Linked DNA regions of Anas platyrhynchos: region 2 is linked to region 1. Evidence: chromatin contacts called from public Hi-C data. All regions are on one chromosome and are shown on one strand. The core of a region is the stretch at or near the end of the contact, and the rest is flanking DNA. Distances in the headings are between cores, read along the strand shown.

Evidence for each region. A called contact is a pair of places that touch in the nucleus more often than the background predicts.
Region 2: a Hi-C map of F5 follicle shows a contact between it and region 1, with 3 times the contacts expected there. The contact joins the promoter of ALG12 here to the enhancer-like site in region 1. A contact is called at or near these places in 4 of 8 Hi-C or Micro-C datasets (F5 follicle, liver, small yellow follicle and 1 more).

Annotation. Positions count from the first base shown.
Region 1 is chr1:19,543,811-19,550,800 of IASCAAS_PekinDuck_T2T, forward strand. All of the region lies in intron 10 of BRD1 (bromodomain containing 1), which reads right to left. Among named protein-coding and RNA genes, the nearest start is that of BRD1, 51 kb to the right of the region's middle. Within about 2 kb of position 2,986, at least 4 of the 8 cell types and tissues checked have an H3K27ac peak or open chromatin away from gene starts, as enhancers often do. A contact at or near this core is called in F5 follicle and small yellow follicle, where this site is marked.
Region 2 is chr1:19,643,455-19,650,489 of IASCAAS_PekinDuck_T2T, forward strand. ALG12 (ALG12 alpha-1,6-mannosyltransferase) reads right to left here and starts at 2,805. Exons shown (of 11, transcript XM_072033051.1): 1 at 2,667-2,805; 2 at 1,945-2,061. It overlaps CRELD2 (cysteine rich with EGF like domains 2), which reads left to right and starts at 2,653. Exons shown (of 10, transcript XM_027458555.3): 1 at 2,653-3,129; 2 at 4,258-4,340; 3 at 5,218-5,328. The coding sequence starts at 2,668.

The DNA.
Region 1 (6,990 bases), core at 1,736-4,235:
TGTTCTGAACTAACCTGCTCTCACAAAGCACGTTTGGGGAATAAAACACTGGGACTAGTAAAAATCTGCGACCAATTTGAGTCACATATACTACAACATGTACAACTTTATAACTTACGGAAATGGGGCAATATATTGAATGAAGAGCATAGTTTCATATATGTCAAAGACTTCCTCCAACAGTGTTCTTTTTTTTGTTTGTTTGTTTTAAGGATGGCTGGTGTCTCCAACATGATCCAAAATAATTACTTCAAATGTAATTGTCTTTCTGCGCTCCAAAATGATCATTTAATTGGATTCCATTCCATGTTGAGGATAACAGAAAATAATTAGGATCCAAAGAGATAAATACCCAGCATGATATTAGTTAATATGAGAACCTGGAAGACAGTGAAAAAGCCATTAAGTCTCTCTGAAAGGAAACAGAGCTTTTAAATAAATAAGCCATCCCTACGTCAGTGTCAGAGACAGTGAAAATGGTACAAGTGCTCCACGTATTCTAATACTGATTCTCAGCTTAAGTTTAAAAAGGGGAAAACTAGATTAAAGGTTTTACTTTGATTCAGTCCTCTTTGTTGAAAGAGAAAATATATGTAAGTCACTAAAAGCACAGAATAAAATCTCCAAGTGCATGATACACATCAAGAACATGGTTTTGAAATGCATCGAAAAATCCCTCCAATAAGAAGTAGAAAGAGGATGACCCTATCTTAAGAGGATTTATGTATATAAGTATGCACAGAGAGGATAGAGGAACACTTTAAGTTAATAAATAATCAGAAGCTATTGTATTCTTAAACACATAAATGTGCGTATTATAGCAAGAGGAAGGCATCCACAAAGTTTTTAAAAACTGAATTTTACCGTAGATCTATAAATGCCTTTTTCCAACAGGAAACTCTGCAGCGTAGTGAGAGTAATAGAAACAATTATTCTTTTCTGAATATACAGACGAATATTTGAGCATGTCAGAGTTTACATTCCTTAACTCAGTCCTAACAGTACACAGACAAAATAGGAGCCAGTTATTCTTAACATGAAGTTGTCAAATTTGGGGGTTAGGAGTCCCCCTGGAAATTAAGTTTTTAAACATGAAGTTGCTTAAAATTTGGTTTGACAATTGTTCTAAGAAAGCAAAGAAAGCTCAGTGTGAGCCCTTGAAATGGCACCTACATACCGAATAACAACAGCTTTCAAGACCCTAAACAGAAAATTCCACTTCTGTTGGTTCAGGTAACATGTAATGAATACCGCTTAGGGGCTCACAGAAGAGTCATTTTGATATGTTTCAAAAGAATGCTTAAGAATTCATCCTGTATCTACTAATTTGCTTTGAAAACTGAGAGTAAGAAGTCTCTCTGTCTGCTAAAACAGCTGAACACGAACTGCACAATAGGAAGGAAAAGTGATCAATATTTAATAACTGCAACTTTCAAAAGACAAGGATTATCTGTTGCTCTTCTCACCGAAACAATGGGATCATTGTACTGTAGGATGATTGTTCAAGACAATTTAAAATACACAACTGAGAGGGAACACTAACGGGAGAGTTTGAAAACATTCCAGAAAAGAAGAAAAAAAAAGAAAAACAGGGAATATAAGCAGAAACAAATCATAAAAATTGTTTTAAAACTTCTAGAGAGCATCAGCTGTTCTGGTGGTATAGAAAAGACTGATGACAGCAGTAGTAGTATTACTAAAAGCCACAAAAAGCATAAGTACAAGCCTAAAGAATTTAAAATTCACCAAAAATTTAGATTATTTAGTCAGCTCTAGTTGATACAATTTATGATGTGTAAAACACTCACAGATGGTTGCAAAATACAAGGCTCGAGAGCCTGAATGACACATAGATCTATCATATGTCATTCAGGATACAAGAAATACAATGACCATAGAAAATCATTAATATTTAGGAACATTTACTTCTAATTATCTTGGCCAAGACTACTTTTGAAGACTTCTTCAAAGACTTCAGTTTTCTATGTTTACATCTAACAAATTTTGAGATAAATCACAAAAAAAGGAGAACTGAAGGGGCATTGTTAAAAACTTTGTTCTCAACTTGTATCACGAAAAGAGCACGAACACTGCCTGTCAGTTGATCTTACTACAAACTGCCCAGAAGTACCTACAGAGGCAGACTATGTCATTTCCTAATAAGTTATTTTTCTTACGTTATTATCTTAAGGATTTTATACACAGCGTTTACCAACACATTTTTTTCCTTCCTTCTTTTAAAGTAAATATTTCCCTTTAACTGTGGGAACACAATTGCTAGGAATGGTATCAAAAGGAAAAGAAACAGAGCATAAGCATGTCCAACAATCCTACTCTATTAAGAAAAAAAGAAAAAAGAAAGCATGCCATTTACCACGCATTTCCTGTTTAGAGAAATTGGTTCTTAATTTCTGCCTCATTCCAGTACAGTGAGCAGAAACTAGTTTCCTCTATGGATGCTGAAGGAACTAGCGCTGAAGGACACTGGTTACTTCAATGGGAAACACAGAAGAGAGTTATCAATTAAAAATACCCTAAAAAAAAAAAAAAAGGAAAAAAAAAAGAAACAACAAAATACCTATCTACCTATCTCCAGGACTATCTAGGATTCTCAAGCATATGTGCCACTTGATACCATTTCTATTTGCAAAGCCTTACAAATAATACCCAGAAAAATCGATGAAAAAGCAAAGAACAAGATTCAAGAACAATATTCTGTTTCTTCCCAGTATCTTCTTGTTTCTCTGATAAGCACTTATACTGATTTTTTTGCAAGAAGTACATTGGTCACCACCAACACTTTTCTTGCTCTCTTGTTCTGTATTCTTGCAATTACAAGACTGCATATACATTATATATTACTGGAATTGAAATCGTATTTTATGTGTAGTAAAAATGTCCAGGATATACTTATGCTTCCCAGCAGTAGCCTGTATAGTGTTGTGCTTTGTGCACAAGAGTGTTTAAAATGCACCAATGTTTTGGCTATTGCTGAGCAGTGCTGGCACAGCATCAAGGCTGGCTTTCAAGGCCAGCAGGCTTGGGGTGGGGAAGAGGTGGGGAGGGAACACTGCTGGGACAATCTGACCCCAACTATCCCCCCTAAAGGGATACTCCGTACCATATGATGCCACACACAGCAATAAAAGCTAGGAGAACGAAGGAGGAGGTGGGAACGTTTATTATGAATGAGTTTGTCTTTTGAAGCAACTGCTATGTGTACCGAGGCCCTGCTTCCCCTGAAGCCTGCTGATAGGAAGTAGAGAATAATTTACTATTATTATTATTATTATTATTCTGCTTCTGCATATGGCCTTTGCTTTCCTCTTATTAAACTTCATTTATCTCAACCAACAAGTTGTTTTTTTTGTTTGTTTGTTTGTTTTTTAAATTTGTTTTTCCTCATGTTATTTTCTCCTCCTATTCTTTTAAGGAGTGGGAGTGAGTGAGCGGCTGGGTGCACAGAAAGTCAAACCCCCACAACTGATTGTATTCTCTTTGCAGAAGGTTATTGTTCAAGTAGTCTACCTCAATTTCTCAGTTTATTGGATTTTTCTGTCAACGTCTGGTGTTCAATGAGTCTTCAATCAGCATTCATATTTAAAGTGCATAATGTTGCCTGCCTGCTGCAACAAACTTATGAGTTTTACCATCTTAGGGGGCGTCCTTGTCAAACGAACAGCTGAAAAGCAGTTATATAAAAATGTGTAATGTTACACAGCTACTTAATACTGCCACATTGATCAAGTTCTGCAAGACAAAATGGTTAGGTTATAATTCCCATCTCCTTATGGTGACTGACACATAGGTCAACCTAACGCTGAAAAAGACTGTAGATGTTTTATAATCTTGAGCAATTACTAGAAAAAAACAAAAAACACAAAACAAGCAAGTCTTTGTGATATAGTGTCATGTTTGACGTATCACTGTTTTTACTATTTTTTCCCTGAAGTATTAGTGGAATCCATTACAACAGCTCCTATTGTGATCTTGTGATCTAGCTACAAGAACTTCAAAGAATAAACTGAAGAGTAGTTTCATGTAGGAAGACAGTGAACTAATAAACCAAGAAGAGTACATAGTTAAGGATCTTCTGCATATATCCCCAGATTTACAGGATTAACTTAATTGTCTTTTCCTAAATCTACTGGAGATAATTGCTGCTACTTTGAAGATACCAATGGCATTTTGTCAACACTATGATTATGTGGAAGATTATGAGCATTACAGGAAAAATAAGAAATTTTAGTTTTAAAAGACCAACACTGTATTTTCCTATAGCACAGAGCATCAAAGTGCCAGTTCCCAATCACTGTATCTGTGGAAAAGATTGTCTAGGCATTTCTATCTAACAAGCATGCATAAGCATACACATACAATAATACACAGCACCACAATTCAAGTGTCATCTCTGCTGTAACTACTTCAATCCTACTTGGCTGAATGGATCCCTACTCCTTATCTGGCATTTCCAGTCAAAAAGGAAATCTTGCCTGAGGTCTGACTTGAAAGGGCGAAGTGAAACACTTCCCAGGCATTTTCGATAAATCAGAGGAGGTTCTTCTTTGACAGTGTATTGTGTAACTGCTGCAGATGATTTTCTAAACCAATTTTCCTTCATGGAAAGGAGCCTTCAGGACATGAATTTCCTTTTACTTCCAGTTTTCAATTTTGTTTACAGTATTGCCTCAGCAGAAACTTTCATTGTTTATCTTCCTTCTGACTTTGTAAAAACATTTTGAACCTCTATTTTTGCAGAGAATGCAAGTCCAGCACTCTACAATGGCAGGATCCCCTCCCTCTTCCAAATCATTATGGGGGATCTTTACAATCTGACAGATTACAGGCACAGAAAGACTGTGCAATCAAGGGAATGATTGAAGGCTGACAAAACTCTGACATTCCTGAATTTTGCTCTATCAGAGCAGAAAGAGCTAGAAAAATACAATAAATGAAGGATTAACAATTTATCACTTATGGGTTTACAATTTACTATGTCACATTTTGTACTTCAGGTGAATAAGAACCATTGTACAGGAGAAGAATGAAAAGTAACGTGTAACTAACTGATATAAGGAGTGATCCAGACATAAGAATTACATCTCAGTATGGACAGACTCAGCGTGTATGACACAGTGAGAGCGTACACACCACCATGTTCTGCAACTCTTCTTTATGCAGAAGATCTCTTTATGCTTGTAACCATATAATCTTTTCTCACCTGGGGAAAAAACTAACAAACCACCCTCTAAGAGTGTGTTTCATCTTGTGGGGACTGTCTCACCCTCTCTCCACTCGTATTACAACAAGACACCTGTATTTTTTACTTCTATATTCATTGCCTGAAGTTACCACTGGAGTCATATTCATTTTTATGATCATCCATCTCTTAAGTCAGACCTGTAGGCAAATTATGTTCTAAAGAGGTCAAAAATAATGGTGATCTGTATACTGGTGATTTGATAAACTCTGGTACTGTACATTCCTGATACAAGGGATTCTGTAACACCAAAGCGTGAATTTTAAGGTAGGTTACTACAGAGCCCCACCACCCAGGGAAGCGTGTTCTTAATTCATAAGCATAATATGGATCTCCAAACTTTTTTTTTTTTTTAATTACCTTCAATAAACCCCAGTTCTCATCCCACCATCTGTATCACAAAGAAAAATGAGTTAGTGTTAAATGCCACAGATGAAGCACAGAGGGTACTATGACATTTTATTTTTTAGAAAGTCAAACCTGGGCCAAGAATGAGCTAAGCAGTCCAAAAAATATGAAATGACAAAATATAGCAAAAGCCTCCACAATTCCTACAGCATCAAGAAAAACAGAAGGGCATCTAGAAATATTTTTTTATTATTATTATAACAGAAGATTCAGTTATATTGATCTTAGAAAACACAGCAACTCTTAAGTTAGATGCTAATAATTGTCTTTTTTGTCATTCAAAAGATAGTGCTTTAAAGAGATTTACAGGTTTAAGACCCAAGAAAAGTTTCTAAAATTGTATACTTTAGCTTATGCATGCACAGACTCCACAGAAACAGAACATTTATCCAGCTGTTCATCAAGCCCCACTGCTCTTGACTATGCTGCTCTAAAGAAGCAGTAAGCAAAATCTTTTTTAATGGTGAGTAAGTTAGTATCATACTTTAGATGCAATCAACCAAAAGGAGCATTTATGCTTAAATGTTGATGCAACTGTTGACTGGTTTAAAATAGTTTACATTCCTGTCCTCCTTACTTATGCTCTTATTTTATTCCACATGTATTACAAAATCCTACCCTATTTCTCAAAAATTTTCAATAAATCCAACTAACAAAAAATTTAGTAGGGCTGCCAGAATTATTGTCTGAAGCATTAGTGGGCCAAATACAACACGAGTACTCTTCCTTTGCCCCCCTCTTCTCTCCATAGTCTGCCCCCTGCTCTAGGCGATTTGTCAGTTTTACAGTGGCCTACCACCACATTTTAAAAAATAAAAAGGCAATTTATCAAAAGCAAACAAAACTAGACTAACATTTCCCCCTTCACCACAGAACTGTTGGCAATATTCTAGTCAAACTTAGCTTCCTCAGCCTCCTTGGTACTTATGTGTTACTGTGCAGTCTGGTTCTATCCTGACAATTTAGCAGTTGAGCTCCTGAAGTCCCCGTATCTGTACATTGAGAAATTTAACAAGCCAGGGGACAATTCCTTTCAAACCTTCGCAATCTCCAATGCTTTGTTTGCGTTTACACCTTAAAACATTTCATGCTTTGAAATTCCTGAAGAAAGGCAGCTGACGTTTTTGGACATCACTAAGTGCTTAAATTTCTAAATTTCATGTCATATTTTACAGGAAGCAATCAGTATGAATCTAAAGAAAAAGAAAAAGAGTAGATGTAATTCAACATATAAAGAGTCTGGATATGTCCACAGGTTTAGTCAAATTACTGCATTTTACTACTCATGAATATGCAACAGACACTGCCATTCTTATCTATGA
Region 2 (7,035 bases), core at 1,555-4,054, 99 kb after region 1:
AGGCAGAATCATTGTTCCACAGAAGCAGTAAAAGAAATATTGGACTACCACCAGCAGCACTTAGAGAAGTGCTTGGTAGGAATTAAGCCTCTGTGCAGTGCATCTCGCGCACATTCTTGCCTCTGGAAAGCTCTCTTGTTGAATTCTTCCATTAGGTACAGAGACATCTCACATTTCTGGCCAAATCCACCCAAGAGAAAAATGGACACTGAAGGATCAGTCTAGCTCAGGCTATACAGCAAAACAGGCATTTGAACAACGTGACTTTCACATGAAGCAGATGGAGCACAGCAGCAGGTTGGGTTTTCCTCAATGACAATTCTCAGCTCAACATTTCAGATATTTTGGGTTCTTTTACAAGAATTTTTGGGTCCTAGGTGTCAAACAGCTTTATGTTTTCATTCTTAATTACATCATCTGCCTAAGAAAAAAGTTTCTAGTATAGACTGCTACTGCTATCTTTAACTGATCAGCACATAACCCCTTCTAAATTGCAGTGAAGCTGCATATCCCAAACACAGTTTATCACAATACTCCCCCCGAATCTTGTTGACTCCAGTCCTAGCATATGCCTGAAGTAAGCAAGCTTGCCAGCATACTCATAGATTTTCAAGATAACTGTATGCATTATACATACTAAAATTCCCTAAAGGGAAACACACTAGAAGATTAAAAAAAAAGAGCATGAAGACAACACCTAGGTTTCTGAGATAAAGTCTAACAAATTTAGTGATCATGTCAAGTCTCAAGATAACCAGCTCTGTCAAACTGATGTTGGCAAAGCTTAAGATTCAAGTGGAATTTATCAGACAACTAGACGCCGAATTTGATGTTTAGAATAAATTTGCTACATAAACACAAAATGCATGCAATTTACAGCTTTTATTTTTAAAAGCACAAAAACATAATTTCACTTAATAAAGAATTTTAAATAATGACCGATAGAGGAATATAGTAAGCAAATACAAATATTTTCACATCATTAACATTCTGACAACTTTCGAAGAATCTTAATCAGAGCTACACAACACAGCAGTACTTATATCTTCCCCCTCCCCCCCCACACCTCCCAAAGGTCTGCCTCAAGATTGAATCTTGAAAGGCAGAGATTTTCAATGCGAGGAATTCACCCCTTCCTGGAATTGAGTGTCAACATTTTTTTTCCTCATTAGAAAAGCCTAGAACATTTTTTCCCCAAGCAGACTTTTTCAATACTTTTTCTGTGGAAGCGTCATTAGTTCCAAGAATGGACTTTTTAATCTTCTCATGAACAATCCATTATATTTGGCTCACTTATGTGTTTTGGGCACGCTTTGGGATAATTATGTTAAGAGCTTGGCGGCCAACCCGAATGCTGAACCTATCTGCAGAGACTGCATTTCACCCCCTCACATGCTCTGTCTGGGAGCATCCAGGCAGAACCACCAAGAGCATCCCAACATGAGGTCCTCCCCTTTTGGCTTGATCTAGCTTGTGTAGAATGTACACAGTATTATCAATAATTTTTATGTTATTGCCATGCTTACATAGCTGTTTCAACTTTGCTTTAAAGCTGACCTCCAAAAGAAGTCAGATTTAAGCCTTGTAGTTGCTGGGATCACTTTTTCTTCTTTTATAAAAAGGAAGATGACCGTTGCTATTTTATATACGTATCCTCACAAGTCTAGGGACTTAGTAAAAGGAAGAAAAAGCAACGGAGATGAGAAATTTCAGCCAAGAAACGAAGACTGTGACAGTACCAGCCACGAAGGCACTACGCAGTTACGCAGAAGATGTTAACTCTTGGGACTGAGGAGATGACCCAGAATGCTACAGATTCCAAAACCAACCAGCAAAAACCAACCCACCCCCCCGCCCCCCACCCGCCCTGCCGCTGGGTGACCACCGAGGCCATCCACACAGCCTGCGGCCCCCCTCTAGCGGCGGCGGCGGGCACCAGCCTACCTCTGTGTCAGCCGGGGGGGAGCAGCGTGCGGGGCCGGGCCACCTGCAGCCGCCCGGCTCTCTCCTCCTTCCTTCAGCCGTCAGTGACCGAGGTGCAGCGACGTCGCGGCTACTGAGCTGTGAACAGAGCAAACCCTTAACGAAGGGCGCTGCGTGCCACACGTGACAGCCCTAATTAGCAATTAACACCTTCCTTCTGTGCTGGAGGCCCTCTGCCTTGCTCAGCAGCCACACAGCGGACGCCTGCAGCCGGTCCGTGCGCCCCCAGCGCTAATCGCGAAGCTGAGACCGCAGCCCCCGCGCCCCCAGGCCTCTCTCCGCGCCTTCACCTCCCCCCGCCGCGCCCCGCACAGCCGGGGAACGCCTCGGGGGCCGCCCCCCCACCCCGGCCCACCTCAGGGACCCGCTTGCAGGAGCCCGCTCTGAGCCCAGGGCGGGGCCGGCCGCTGCCTCCCCTCCCCCCTCCCCCCTCCGCCCCCCCGTGTCCCGGCCCCGTCCCTCACTCGCTGCCGCCGCCTCACAGCGGGCGCCGCCGGAACGGGGATGAGGGACGCCGCGCCCACGTGACCCGCCCCCCCGGCGGCCATGTTAGGTGAGGGCACAGCACGTTCCGCCCCCCCCCCCCAGCCCCACACGCATCCCCTCTATTCTGAAGCAGCCGCCGAGGAGAAATGGCGGCCAGCTCTGAAGCCGGCGCGGGGAGCGCGGCTGCCCTCACCCACCATGGCGACGCGGCGCTCAGCCGCTGGGCGCCACCCCGCCACCCCCGGCTCCCAGCGCACGCGGGGGGCTCCGATTGGCCCGCAGCGTGGCGGGCGCCGGTTGGACCACGTCCCTCCTCTCCGCTGCCTCCACCAATGGGCGCCGGCGGGCCGAGCGTGCGGGCGGCTGACGCGGAAATCCGAATGGGGCTCGCGGGCCGCTGCCTCCCCGGTTGCTACGGTGGCCGGGGCGGGGCCAAGCCGCGCCGGGCGGGCCGGGCTGAGGCGCTTGGCGCTCGCTGAGGCGCTGAGGCGGCTGCGGGCTCCCCCCGGCCCCGCCATGGGGTCCGGCCCCGCGCCGCGCCCGGCCCTGCTGCTGCTGCTGCTGGCCCTGGTGGTGCTGCTGCCGCCGCTCCCTGCCGCCGGTGAGCGGCGCCGCCTGGCGTGCTCCACCTGCCGGGGCATCGTGGACAGGTTCAACCAGGTGCGGGGTGGGGGTGGTGCCGAGGTGGGGTTCCAGCCGCGGGGTGGTTTTGGTGTTTTAATGGGGAGGGAGGGGCTCGTGGTGTGGGGTGTGGGGTAGGGTGTTGGTGGAGGGCACCGTGCCCTAAAAGTTGGGCCCCTCGCTGCCAGAAGGACATCGAGGCCCTGGAGTGTGGCCACAGAAGGGCTGCGGAGCTGGTGAGGGGCCTGGGGCACAGGTCCTGTGAGGAGCGGCTGAGGGAGCTGGGGGTGTTTGGTCTGGAGAAAAGGAGGCTCAGGGCAGACCTTATTGCTCTCAACAGGTACCTGAAAGGAAGGTGTGGGGAGCTGGGGGTCGGCCTCTTCTCACAGGGATATAGTGACAGGGCCAGAGGGAATGGCCTCAAGTTGCTCCAGGGGAGGTTCAGGTTGGAAATGAGGAGCCATTTCTGCTCAGCAAGAGCAGTCAGGCACTGGGACAGGTTGCCCAGGGAGGTGTTGGAGTCACCGTCCTTGGAGGTGTTTAAGAAAAGGTTAGACATGGTGCTTAGTTACATGGTTTAGTGGGCAGTAGTGGTGCTTGGGGGATGGTTAGACCAGATGGTCTTGGAGGCCTTTTCCAACTCTAATGGTTCTACAATTCTCTGCATGTTGTCACCTGCAACAATCTTGCATTGTGGCAGAGGCAGCAAGGGACCTCTGTAGCTTGGGACAGATACTTAATACTTTTTGTGCTTGTGTTCGCTGTTGTATGCTTGAACTTCTGTTTTTTTTTTTTTACAAGGCATATTTAGAGGAGTACTGGCTGTAACTCAGGAAGGTGTGCAGGTCACACCGAATTATTGTTGCCTTTTTACATATTAAAGTTACAACATAGCAAAGTTTGGGCTAAATACTATCAAAATGGAATGAAGCAGAGGGCCCATTTGACTTTTTAATAAAGTTCCTAATAAGTTAAGACTCTCCCATAGTCATGTCTATGTGTTATAGCGCAAGATGCTTTTTTTTTTTTTTATTGAACAATTTGATCGTCAGCTTCAGAATTTTACTGAAGTTTCTGCAATGACATAGAAGTGTTTAATGCTGCTGTTCACTTTTGTTAGAAACAAACTATATTACTTAAATTCTTTTGGTGCTTTTCGCTTACCAGGGATTAGCAGATACTGCAAAGAAGAACTTTGGTGGTGGAAATACTGCCTGGGAAGAGAAGACGTTGTCGAAGTATGAGTCCAGGTAAACTGTCTCAGCGCTTCAGCTTCAGTAGCGTTTCATGTCTGCTGCATGTAACTTTGCAGAACTGGTGTTCATCTGGTACTTGAATATTGAATGTAGCAGCTAATGTTTCATATGTCCAAATTCTGAATTCATTTTGACTAAAATGTAGCAGATTACATTGTATCTGCAGTTTAAAATGAAGATTGACATCCCTTGTTAACACTTTGATTTGTATTGCTTCTGAAAACAACAAAAGTGAATACCATTGTTGGTCATGGTATTTTTTATTTACCCAGTGGAGTCCTAAAGTGACAGTTTTAAATAATGGTCCATAGTTAATTGTTTGTCTTAAAAGGGATGTACATATCTTAGTGTACTGCAGTACTTGGTTTAGAATTAAAGCAGTAACAGCTCCGTATTCAGTATTTTAGCACTGAATAGGAAACTGTTCAGGCTAAGATTACTGTACTCCTTTTCATTTATGTTTGATGACTGAGCAGTATCTCAAATTCAGTTTTTATTCTTAATTGGAATACTGAAAAACAAGGGTGGGATTTCTGAACCTCAGTTACTGTCCAGCTACATGGGCTTTTATCGTATATTAGCAATACCTAAATTTTACTGTTGAGCTTGTTAGAAAACTCTTATCAACGTACAGTTTGCAAGCATAAGTGCAAGCAAGCTGAAGCTTTTCTTGTGGTTGTCCTAATCTTCTTAGTTACCAGAATAAAGAACTAATGAACTTTACTATATTTGCTTTGTCTTGGAACTAGTTCAGAACACACTCTAAACCGATAAAGTATCTTAGGCTGAAGTCTAGCTTCTGTAACATGTTTTGTGTGGTGCCAAGTAATATTTTAAAATTAAAATCATGACTTTTCTTCTCTGCTTGTAGTGAAATTCGTCTTGTAGAGATCATAGAGAATCTCTGTGACAGCAGTAACTTTGAATGTAACAACATGGTAGAGGAGCATGAGGAACATATAGAGAAATGGTGGTTCAAACTGTAAGTATCAATTTTTCTGTGTAGATCTCTGTGCTGATAAACATCAAAGAGGATGAAATATTAACGGTATATTTGGTACCTGGTCAATAGGAATATATTCGTTGTAGCACAGAGATGGAAAGTGTATAATTATAAGTCCACTTTATTCTCCTGTCAATTGCAGAGTACAGGTAGCTGTGGAGGTTCCAAGAGTCATCACGAGGCAACTCGGAGCTGTGCATTCCAAATTTAATTCAGTGCTGCTAATTGCAGCCACTTCTGAATGAAAGTAGTGTTCAGCTATACAACAGCAGAAAGTTAAGAGAACATCTATACACATTTTGGATGAAAAAGAAAGCTTGATAGGATATTTTGTTTACTCAAAGTGAGTAATACTCATTCTCTTATTCAGAGATAACAAAATCATTAAGTGGGTGTTCTTTTTATTACCTTGAGTTGATAAGGTACTAGATCAAGATTTTTCCAGTCCCTGTATTGTTTTCATGGTATAGGAATGCTTTTGGTATTGGAATACGTGACTATCAGGTAGTGATACTGAGTGGTTTGTGTTGGGGATCATACAATGTGGATGAAGGAGCTGGAAATTCATGTAGAGAGTAGCTCATCTACTTTTTCTGTGTCCCCTGCAGAGGTGGACAACCTCCAGTCAGGTGTAATTCAATAGGGTGAACTATCATGAATTACTTCATCACTGGATAAGGATTTTTGATAATCCATTTTTTTTAATGTTTGCTTTATTGCTTCATACTTCTACCTTGCTGTGCGGTACTGAGTATACATTTAACAGTCAAACTAAGGAAAGGGGAGTTAAGCAAGCTAGATCAAACAAGACTGCTTCAGAGAATGCTCTAAAATTTGCAGGACTGAAAGAAACTGATCTTAAATAGAGAATTTGACCAAGTAGACTTCCTAAAATCTAAAAAAAAACACCAAAAAAACAAACAAAAAAAAACATTGTTTTTTGGAAAGCTTCCTTATTTAAGAGATCTGTTGAGTGCAGTTGATCAATTTTGCCTTCTGTCCTTTAATCTAAAAATGTCATTCAGATTGTGAGTTTCCAAAGACAGTTTCTTTGGCTATGGATACCTTAAATCTTTTTTAACAAGGTCTCAGTAGGTTTACTTTTCAGGGTCTGGGCCTTGGAGTGAATACAATCAGCTCTAATAGTTTAGAAGGAGAAGGTGTACATGCCACAGGAGTTGCTGAAGACATAACTTCTTTCAGACTTCATAATTTCTAAACCTTCCTTATGGCTTTCCTTTGTTAAGTTTCTGGAATTTAGTGTCTGTGTGATACCGAGATCTTTTGTTTGTCATTTGAAACTGCAGCAGTCCTTGTGCTTGCTTGCAAAATAATACTTAGTGATTTTATTATTAATCAGGTGTATACTCTAGTGCTAGAGTATCACATAACTATAATATCTTAATATAAAAAATCTTTCTGAAATATTACTTGATTCGTGCTAAAAAAAGTAAAAATAGGAAGACGAATTTTAATGTGCACCTTACCATGAAGTCAGGTTGGCTATAAGTTGAACAAATGTTAATATCTGTCCTGGGTTCTCTTCCATGTAGTTGAGGTAAGCACACAACTGTTATCTTTAAGAGGAATATATAAATATGACTGTTTAAACTATTTACGAATTTTCCCTTAAGGTAAGGTGCTTAAAAAAAAAAAAAAAAAAAAAGGAGGGGGGTCAAGGTGACA